Regions from separate parts of the Rattus norvegicus genome. Here region 1 is linked to region 2. A link is a contact called in public Hi-C data. All regions are on one chromosome and are shown on one strand. The core of a region is the stretch at or near the end of the contact, and the rest is flanking DNA. Distances in the headings are between cores, read along the strand shown. Region 1 has its middle 79 kb from the start of Adtrp. Region 2 overlaps LOC134482771 (a long non-coding RNA gene).

What was found. Hi-C and Micro-C count contacts between places; a contact is called where the count stands out from the background.
Region 1: a contact with region 2 is called in a Hi-C map of frontal cortex, with 3 times the contacts expected there. The contact joins two enhancer-like sites. A contact is called at or near these places in 2 of 12 Hi-C or Micro-C datasets (frontal cortex and kidney).

The regions. Positions count from the first base shown.
Region 1 is chr17:23,212,095-23,217,736 of GRCr8, forward strand. No RefSeq gene overlaps it. Among named protein-coding and RNA genes, the nearest start is that of Adtrp, 79 kb to the left of the region's middle. Within about 2 kb of position 3,302, at least 35 of the 93 cell types and tissues checked have an H3K27ac peak or open chromatin away from gene starts, as enhancers often do.
Region 2 is chr17:23,051,098-23,056,274 of GRCr8, forward strand. LOC134482771 (a long non-coding RNA gene) reads left to right here. Exons shown (of 2, transcript XR_010059320.1): 2 at 1,053-1,401. Among named protein-coding and RNA genes, the nearest start is that of Adtrp, 82 kb to the right of the region's middle. Within about 2 kb of position 2,769, at least 3 of the 93 cell types and tissues checked have an H3K27ac peak or open chromatin away from gene starts, as enhancers often do.

The DNA.
Region 1 (5,642 bases), core at 2,052-4,551, 160 kb after region 2:
CCTGAGGAAGAGATGGAAGGTGTAACTCCTGAGGAAGAGATGGAAGGTGTAACTCCTGAGGAAGAGATGGAAGGTGTAACTCCTGAGGAAGAGATGGAAGGTGTAACTCCTGAGGAAGAGATGGAAGGTGTAACTCCTGAGGAAGAGATGGAAGGTGTAACTCCTGAGGAAGAGATGGAAGGTGTAACTCCTGAGGAAGAGATGGAAGGTGTAACTCCTGAGGAAGAGATGGAAGGTGTAACTCCTGAGGAAGAGATGGAAGGTGTAACTCCTGAGGAAGAGATGGAAGGTGTAACTCCTGAGGAAGAGATGGAAGGTGTAACTCCTGAGGAAGAGATGGAAGGTGTAACTCCTGAGGAAGAGATGGAAGGTGTAACTCCAGAGAGGGACCCACAACAGGTAACTCTAAATGACTCATGGTCTCCCTCCATGGTTGACGGGTGGGGATGTGGAGATGCCGCTCTTGGCTGTTGACTGACCACCCTGCTGCATCTCACTTCCACTGCACTCAACACCTGTCATTTCTCTGAGCCACAGAGATACTCATGAAAGACCCATTAGTATCAAACAGTCCCAATGTATGTTTAGTTAAAATGTTATCATTACCAAATCTAATCACCTTTACAGTATGAATGCCTTATGGTCGCAATACCTTAGAAGAGCATGGTTGGTAATTGTTTTAGATCTTTATAGTTACTGTAGCAAAATGCTACTAGCTGGTGACCTTAAACACCATGAAAGTGTATTCCCGGGGTTGGGGATTTAGCTCAGTGGTAGAGTGCTTGCCTAGCAAATACAAGGCCCTGGATTTGGTCCCCCGCTCCAAAAAAAAAAAAAAAAAAAAAAAAAAAAAAAGAAAGTGTATTGCCCCACAGTTGCAGGGGCCAATGGCCTTACGTGCCAAGCATAGTAGCTATATGTCCCCTTAGAAGATGATGAGGAAGACTCCTTCCTTCTGCTGGCTCCTAGTGGCCCTAGTTTAATCACAGCAATGCTATAATCCCTGCTTCCACTTTCCTTACTATTTGTGACTTTTTTCCCCCTCACCTTACAGTGAATCTGGACTCTGGACCCAAATGTGCCTCTCTTTTCTCACAGAAACCCCAGTGGTAGGAGGGATGTAATGTCTACTCCAAGCCCAATGCAATTCACTTCAGGATGCACAGCACATCACATAGGCGAGGGTCTTAGTTCCCACTAAGGTCCCTTTCTGATGGTCTGGGAGTTTGTGAGCGCCGGAGGATGCCCTTCAGCTCAATGACCGTCTCAGCAGGAAAGACGCCAGTCAGGTGCCCTTCTCCCTTCAGATAGGAGACTATTGAGCAGTGGACCCACAGAATTGGAATTTCCCCCAGAAGAAGGAAAGGGGGGAAGAAAAGACTGGGCTCTACTGCCAGGCATAGGGGAGCTTGTCTTCCTGGAAGAGACTTCTGTCAGCATATTGACAGTTTTCCAGATAGTGGAAACCAGGAGCCACGCTCCATATATTCCCTGCCTTTCCCAGCTCTTGACTATTAGGCTATTGTGTTGGCTCATTGAGGGGTGAGCAGAGATGCTTTTCTTGTTAGAGTTGTGAGGCCTCGGGCTTGTACCATAAAAGTTCTGGTGACAACAGTGAATAATTTCGGCTTAATAAATGAGAGACTGGGGATTTAGAAGTCATAGATACCAAAAGAGCTCTTAACTCTTTCCATCGGTCTGTGATGACTCAGAACCCATACAGTGTGCTCCCCATTTAAATGGACATTTGCTGTTTGTCATTCTGGAACCTTCATTCACCATCGCACAGAGAGACTGACATCATTATCTGGTAGCAAAACACCGCTTAAGGTCAGTAACGTTGATGGATTTTTCTCAATGAAGAATTACGCAAGAGAGAAATGTCAGACAGAGCTGTTTCCTGTACACCATATGATTTTCTTAACAAATCCTGCTTCTGTCTCCTTCATGACGACTGGAAAATCTAATCCTTCCTCTGTGTCTTCAACACATTAGACGTTTTTCTTTCAAATCTTTTAAGCCAACATGTGATGAATGCCGGTTTAGAGAAAAATGGTATCACTGTGGAAACACCTGCTTTTCTAAACCCAAGGAACGTTAGCGAGTGAGTTAGGGGCAGTGAAACAGCTCAGCAAGGCACTCTTGTATGGGCACCTGGGTAAGACCATCAAAGAAAAACAACGTACCCATCAGACACTGAAGACAGCCTGGCAAAGGAAACACTGAGGGCTGCTAAGGGTGGCTATGGTTTGGGTGTCACCCAAGAGTTCATGTGTTAGAAAATGAACCCCCAAATTTGCATGTTAGTGGTAGTAGTCCTTTGCGAGGTGATTAGGCTAGATGACATGAGAGGGAGGTCTGCATGGTAACTTTACTGAAGGATGAAGACTGAAGATTCCATGCCTCAGAATTGACTATTTGATGGCCTCTGCTCTATTAACATGGTGTGTAGAGTCCTCCCCAGAGGCAGAGCAGTTACCAATGCCACATTTCTAGATTCCCCAGACTCCAGAACCTTGAGCCAACTAAGGTATTTCCCTTTCTAACTGACCCAGTCTGTTACCCTGTTACGACTGCCATGTTCCATGGATTTCCATCCAACTTTCCTTGTATTTGAGCAGCCACTAAGGAGCTTACAGGAATACAATTTCCCAGATGCTCCCTTCACCCCACCCCAGTTCAGAGATTCTGAATTTGTCTGAACTATGAACCCCATGCTAGGTGTTTAGCCCCCCCTTCTAGATAGTTCTAATATGCAACTAAAGCTGGAATTCCCCGCTGATGTTTAAGAATCTTGATTTAACCATCATGGAAAGGCAGCAACTAAGTCTTCAAGCCACTGCCTGCATCCTAGCTGCCTTGAGCAGCCAATGCCAAAGCAGAACTGGTGACCTGGCCTCTTTGGGGACACAGTAGGAGTGACTTTGAGGCACAGTGTGGGGCCAAGCTCTGTTAGAGGTTTGGAAGCATCTATAGAGATCCTTGGTCAAGACTTCCCACTGCTCCCTGTGACCATGAACCACTGTGCTTTGCTAGCATTGGACACCAGGCTGTGGGCACCACGGTGGTGGCACCCGTGGGAATACTTTTGACATTCCACATCAGCCCTTCTCTGGGCCTCCAGCCTGCATATTTGAGCTTTGCCAGACTCTGTCATCACTGGGGCCTATTCTTTTGAATGAAATTGCCTCCGACATGCACTTGAATCTGATTGGTGCTGTTTCTCTGCAGAGTCTGACTAACACTCCCGAAGCGTTGCTCCTTGCTCTCCCTCATTCCTCTCAGTCTGCCTCAAGCCTGCTCTGTGCCCACACTCCCTCCGTCGGCCCACTCAGTAGCATTCGCCTGCAGTCCCTGTGACTCATAGGCCTATATTAATCCTGCGGCTTCCACTTGCCAAGCTCCCACTCTCTCTCCTTTCTTCATTCAAGAGTCTCCCCAGATCTCACATCGTCCAATCAAGGAAACAACAGCCTGTGCCTCCTAGAATGAACCAACTGGTGGAACAGAGTTAAGGAAGATCAAGGGAACAGATGAGAGCTATTTGAAAATTAATTTCTGAGACTGTTCCACATACAACCCTAATAGAGTTCCAAGAAGAGATACGAGCTGATTGCTTCATAAGACACTTTGTCACCACCCACGGCCTGTGTCAATCTTACCTTCCCAAATGGCTAATGGAGCTCCTAAGCCTACAGCCCTGGGCGAAGCCTTCTGAATGGGTGCTAAAAGCCATCGTTCTGAATGGTGATGGGCTGAAAAGACAAGCTTCCGTTACCATCCTCCTCTCGGGATGGTTTCCCTGTGTAAGGCCTGGAGGAGTCAGGGAAAACTCATAAGAAAGGCATCATCATGGTAGCTTCGCGGTAGGATTCGGGTCCTATGGTACGCTCAGTGCGAGCACTTCCTAACATCCACAGCAAGGAGCACCAGCATGTCTGGGGATGGTCCACGAACCCCACCTATGTTTAGAGTCAAGAAGGTCATTATTGGCTGGAGTGGAAAAATAGCTGTAACCGGAGCAGAGTAGTTACTTTAAAAGATGTCCAAACTTTCTCATTGCCACCCACATGCTGCAGATGACAAGGGACCCAGACACCTCCCCTCCCACTCAAATACCAGGAGGAGCCCTTGTAATGCAGCAGCCACCAAAGAGACCCACTCCTAATCGTTATTACCACGCTGCAGAGCAGGTGGCCTTGCGGGTCCTCCAAGGAGCTACTGTCCCAAACACCCTGAATGACTTGAGGAAAAAGGGATGTCCAAAAGGACGGAAAGCCGGCTTGGCTAATTCACTTTTTGTGGGCTCCTAAAATGTCAAGGTGAAAAACACATAGACTCCCTAGACACTCTAAATCCAATTAGTTCCAATTCTAAGGCACTTATAGTCATAGGTGACTCAGCCCTGCAGAGTTCGGTCTCTTCTTATGCAAATTGGGAGCGAACCGTCAGTTTTCTGCTGGTTACCGGGAGAATAGATAACAGAAATAAGGAACTCACTCTCAGGACTCGCTTAATAACATTCTCGTCCCCGCTCTCCTGGTCCAAGGGCGCCATTGGTGCAACGAGGAATGGTTTTCTTGGTCATCACTTGCAAGCACTGGTAAATTTGGTGTTAAAGCCTGGCACACAAAGGAGCAAGGTTGACCCCAGGAATAAGATGTGGGTGGGAGGAAAGAAAACTCGCTCAGTATCAGCACAGTATTCACCAAGTCAGCAAGAGGCTCCCAAATCACACCTCATTATTAATATATTAATAGGATAAAAAGAAGGTAGCACAAAGGCAACAAATATCATGATTGCCATGAACTCCAGCAACTTTAGATTTCAGTGGCTTTTCACCGAGCACTGAATTTTCAGTAATTAACTCAGCTTCAATACAGTCACCTAAAGGGAAGAGGCTCGTTGTCACATCCTCCCTCTTCCCACCCAACATATGGACAACGTTTCCAGGCAGCTTCTGCATCACAGTGCACCAGAAATAAATTCAAACAGCAATTAGGAAAAGACAAGGAGGAGGGCCCGCTCAACATTTGCAGATGGAGTATTTGTTTAGCTTCAATCTCCCATCTTATATTAAGATGGCTTGGCAGGATGTCTTTACAATGGTTGCATAAATTCAACAGGGAGGAGGGAAGTTGCCTCGTGTGTGTGTGTGTGTGTGTGTGTGTGTGTGTGTGTGTCCTTCTGGGCTTCAATTGTGTTTTTCTCTTCATTTAGTTCTAAACCTTCCATTAAATGAGAAGATGAGAGCCCCCTGGTGGCTGGATTAATTCTTCATTTCTTAGAGGCATTGAAACACGTTACCTTGAGCTGTAAAATTCCTTTGCCTTGTTTTGTTAGCGAATCCAGTTTGTTACACGGGCTATGCCGCTGGTGGTATCACGCCTCGAATTTCTTTGTTGTGCATCCTCTGCACTTAGGCAAATAGTCAAAGCACCTTCCGAAAAAAAAGACCACTTCAGTAATTGCCTCCCAGATGTTTATCTAACACTATTTATTGGCTGTCGGACACCAAAGTCGGACACCCTACTACCTAAAAGAAAAAAAAAAAAATACAAGGAAATTTAAGTCACCTTTGGCCTTGAGAAGCTTACATCAGAGAACAACAGAAAAGAATGGCCTTGAGGTTTTTAAAGATG
Region 2 (5,177 bases), core at 1,519-4,018:
ATAACCAAACAGTGGAAGCCATCTAAGTGCCCACTGTCAGATGAGTGGGTAAACAGGATGCAGTGGGCTGTGGTCAAAAGGCAATAGAGTATGACTCAACCACGAAGAAGGAAATTCTGATGTTTGCTAAAGTATGGATGAACCTTGAGGACACTTACTAAATCTTGAAATCCAGTTGTAAGAGAAAATGCAAATGTGAGGTGATTCTATTACTGTGGAGCATCTAAAGTTACCAATGTCATTGTCACAGAATAGTGTCTGACAAAGGCTGAGAGAGGGAACAAGGGAGAGCATTGTTTGATGTGAAGAAATCAACTGTTTTGCAAGCCTAGAATGTTCTGGAGATAGCGTTTGTGTGGCAATGTGAACACACTTGACACTTCTGACCTATCCACATACAATGGTTCAGACAGTAAGTTTTATATTATGTGCTGTAGCCACAATCAAACATTTTAAATTGCTTTAAGAGAAAAATCCACTTCTAAGAGATGAAGTAGAGTTGGCCCGCCTCCCATCTCCCTGCTCAGACAATGAAATATGTCCCATGACATCTTGTCCACTCTTAAAATATTTTCATGTTAAAGAAGGAAGAGATTGATGAATCCAGTGAAGAACAGAGTTGGTTGGCAGAGATAATTAAAAAACAGGTTGAAAAGGCCAACCCGACAGGTAAAAGGGGTTTTAATTGCCCCAGGCAGGACAGTTCACACCTTTGATCCCAGCACATAGGAGACCTAGGCAGAAAGATTGTGTGTTTGAGTCCAGACTGGGTGATACAGTGGACCCTGACTAAGTAACAACAATGAAAGAAAGGAATGAAAGGAGGAGAGGGAAAGAAGGGAGGAAGGGAAGACAGAGGGACAAATGATTGAAATATATGGATAGGTGAATGATGATCATATATACAATGTTCAAAATCCACACTGTCACTACCTCCATGGAGCCACCCTCTCCCTTAGCTGTTCAGTTTGCTTCTCCTGTATTATTTACAATATTATGATGCTAGCTTATTTTTTATAATGACACAAAACCAATGCCAATCTGTCTTTCAGACAAATGTCCTTCACATCTTAGATACCAACACAAGTCTATTCTCGTCAGGAAAAAAAAAAAAACAACTCTTCAAGACCTTAGTAAAACATGTATGTATTTTATGTGGGAAAAAACCCTGAGAGCAGCATGAAAGTTAAGTATGACAACTTTGTTATTCAAAATGGTGACGTTAGGCCATTGACATCACACCTAGAACACTTTTCATGACACTTACCTCTATGGTTAGGAGAACACAATGCCAGTGAAAGAACTGGGAGGATACCACTCCATCTGAGCTGGGCGAAGAGCAGGACCGATCACAGAATTTCACTGTCCCTGGAGATTGAGCTTATGCATCATATGAGCCATGTATGTGATGTTATCTCCTACAATCTACCCTTCCCTTTGGCACACGTTTGTTATTGTTCCATATGAAATGCCCCCAGTGTAATGTAATTCCCCACATACAATGTCCAGCCCAGTTATTGGAGTCTCTGGGTCAGGAAGTCCCTCCCTCCAACTTCTTTGGTTCTGTTTTTCTGGGGCTGCCCTAAAGCTGCAGTTCAGATGCAGGCTGAGCCAGGCACGTTGATTCATACCTGCCATCCCAACGCTGCCAGTTCAAGGCTGGGACGAGAGGGTTGCTACAAATCTGTCCTACATAGTAAGCTCCAGGTCAGCCAAATCTGTAGACAGAGACCCTGTCTTAAAAATCAAACCAAACAAAGCAAGAAAAAAAATCAAGCCAACCAAGATAAATTAATTAATATGTACGATGAACTGTCCAAGTTCAACTGGGAGGGGAGAGACTTATTCCTTAGGTGGCTCATATGTTGGAAGGATTTATTTCTTCAGTGGCTGTGGGCCCAGAGGAGTGCTGGCGGTAGTGGTGTCAAGCTTATTTGAGAGTTGGCTTTACCAGGAGAGGAGGGGAAAGCCTGAGAGTGAATCACTGTGGATGGAAGCCATATCCTGTGATACCTGCCCTAGGATTTGGGATTTGCTTTGGCTCTTTGCCGTGTTGGAGATGGAACCTAGAGCCGTCTCCCATCTACTAAGTAGTCACCCCAAAGTATCTGAAGCCATCTCATGCTGAACAGGCATTAAATTTTCTTTTTCTGTTTCTAGAAAACAAAACAGGACCAATGAGTAGCAGTCTCTGGACAACATGAGGATGAGTGTCAGTGGCCCTGGGATCAGGTCCTTCAGTAGAGGTTGTTCTTCTTGGGATGGAATCGTTCAAGTAGAGGCTGGTCAGCTGCAGACAGGACTGTGTGGGGCAGAGCTGAAGCCCTTTTCTTCCTCCTGTAGCTCCCCCACAGGGAAGGAGTGCAGGCCAAAAGGAGCCAAATGAAAGAGGTCGTGATGTATCAAAGGTCAATGGAAAGCACGATGTGATATCACAGACTTGTAACCCCAGAATTCAAGAGGCTGAGGCAGGAGGATTACCATAAATTCCAGACAAGCTGGGATATCTAGCAAGACCCTGTCTTCAAAGACCAAACCAAATAACCAAACCAAACCAAACCAAACCAAAACCAAACACACACACACACACACACACACACACACACACACACACACACACACACACACACAGAGCTGAGATGAAGACCAATCCCACACAAAGCAGGGGTACTTTGGTAAGTATGTAAAACTCTGAGGGTGAGGTAGTCAGAACCGGCCTGTCTCACCTCCCTTGTGTAGGAGGCTAAGTCTTCAGGCAAGTGCAGTCAGGGGAGTCATCCCCTCAAAGACCAGGATGGAGATGGTCTCTTGCATGCCCCAACCTGTATCTCTCTGGGTTGACAGGGCTGCTTAATATTCTGACATGTGAAAGTTTGTCTCCTCAGTCTTACAGTGATGTAGGTGCTTTTTAAGGCACTGGGACGAAAAAAAAAAAGCAATATTTGCATTGAGGAAAAAAACCCTCACATTTGCAGAAGTGATCTGAGAAGTCCAGATGGCTCTTCAGAAATGACTTGTTGGGTAATTACATAATATATTTACATAGTTCAGGAGACATATGTTGAGTGGTGTCTCTCCCAGATCTGAATCTTCTACTTACACTCCTGACTTTATTACCAGCCAATTTCTTTTGGTATTATGGTATATATTTAGTATTGTGATATGTATGTGTACCACCATTATGCCCAACATGTGCGTGCATGTGTGTGTGTGTGTGTGTGTGTGTGTGTGTGTGTATGCTGGGTACAATGATGGTAACCTCAGCATTCAGGAGGCTAAATAGGAGAATCCTGAGTTCAAGACCAGTGTGGACTACCCAACATGACCTGACTTTGTAAGCAAAGACACAAAAATATATGTAGCATAGCTGTAATGATTAAATTACACCCTCTACAGCTGTGCAGGCAACAGCACAACCCATCTGCAGAATCACTCCATCTTCCCGGCTGAGACTTTAGTAGGGGATTCCATCCCCCTTCTCAGCCTCTAGTATATTCTAACTTATTTCCTGTCTCTATGAGTTTGACTCTTCTGGATGCCCTGTGTATAATGGATAACCCTGGCTGTCTACTTTGCTGGTTCTGGAACCAATTAAGATACACACCTCTGGGTGGGTTTGAGAAGCTATCTCTTGGTGGTGGCCCAGACACAATGGAATTTGAGGGACAAACAGGGATGCTTTGGCCTGTCTGCTTTCCCTCCTTGCTGGTGAGTATGTATCTTCTCTCAATGCTACAGTGCTGTCTGCCATTCTTTCAGCCAACAGAACACAGCTTCTCTGGCCTTCAAGCATGGATAAAGGACCAACAGCAATCAGGACTCCTCCAGACCATTACTGTCAGATTGACTGAAAAGTCCAGCCTCATGGATCAAAGAGTTGCTGAATTTTCAGCTTCTACAGTCAGGAGCCAGCCCCTGTTGGACTACCCAGTCGACGAGTTAACCAACGGACTAAACTCCTTTATATGCATTCATTACACCACTTCTCTTCTTCCGGAGAAACCTATTTAGTGCACTATATAAACGGAACCCTGAAATATTTGTCTTTTGTGTGTTGCTTATTTCACTTAGCATAGTATCTTTAAATTTCACTCAAGTTGTGATGTGTGTCAGAATTTCTTTACTTTTCAAGGGCAAATGATGTTGTGTGTGTGTGGGGTACACAATATAAACATGTCATAAATAGAAAAATACAGTCATATTTATCTTTCCAGTCACTGATGAGCATTCATGCTTTTCCTACCTCTGGGTTATTGCACATAATATTATGAACATCAGCATAGAAGTATTCATGAGTTCTTGCCTCCTATTGTTTTATTTAAATACCTAGAAATAGAATTCCCTTCATTGTAGAGGAATATCAGTAGCCAATTTTATTAGTTTCTTTTGTGTTACATAGACTTCTGTGCATAGGCAGCCATTTTGTGGCTATCTTTGGGCTCGTAGTGATGCCTCATGCAGATAGAACAAAACTGAACTTTGAAGATATTTCTTTATTTTATACCAGAATGCCATAATAGATTCATATACACAAAAGTATTTCTGGATATTCCACAGTCATATACAAAGAGCTTCCTTTTTACCATTTTTTTCTCTTAACGTAGCTGTATAGTTGTTCACTGAGGGGCTGCATTATAATTTAAGTGAATGACATTGTTGGATAATGTCTTAATCTTTTTCAATCAAACTCATAACAAAACCATGCTAACACATGATTGTGCAAGTATGAGACACATGTAGCACAGAATCCTGAAGATGAATCACTAGGTCAGCAGATAAAAGCATGTTTCCAAATACTGACTGCTGTGTCAATCAGCAGGCCAGCCCTGCAAGGGACCATGCCAATCTCTCTCTGTGTCATTCTGGTTTTTGTATATGTGCCACGGAAGTAAACATGTTTTTAATTTTGGTGTTGGTGAGTTGCTTTCCCTAGGAGAGATAGAATTAACAGTACTCTTTGGCAATGAGTCAACTCTGTCCTCTTATGGGTTTACCATGGGCTTTTCGGTTTGGCTAAACTGCCAGCTTAAAACTGGCAGCACAGGGCAATTTTTATTTGGTTTTCTTCTTTGACAGGTAAAGCCCAGCAACTTTTCATATTTAAAAGCTAGTTTGTTCCTTGGGGGAGGTTTCTGTTAATGTCCTTTCTCCATTTTTCTACAAATGACTGGCCGTTT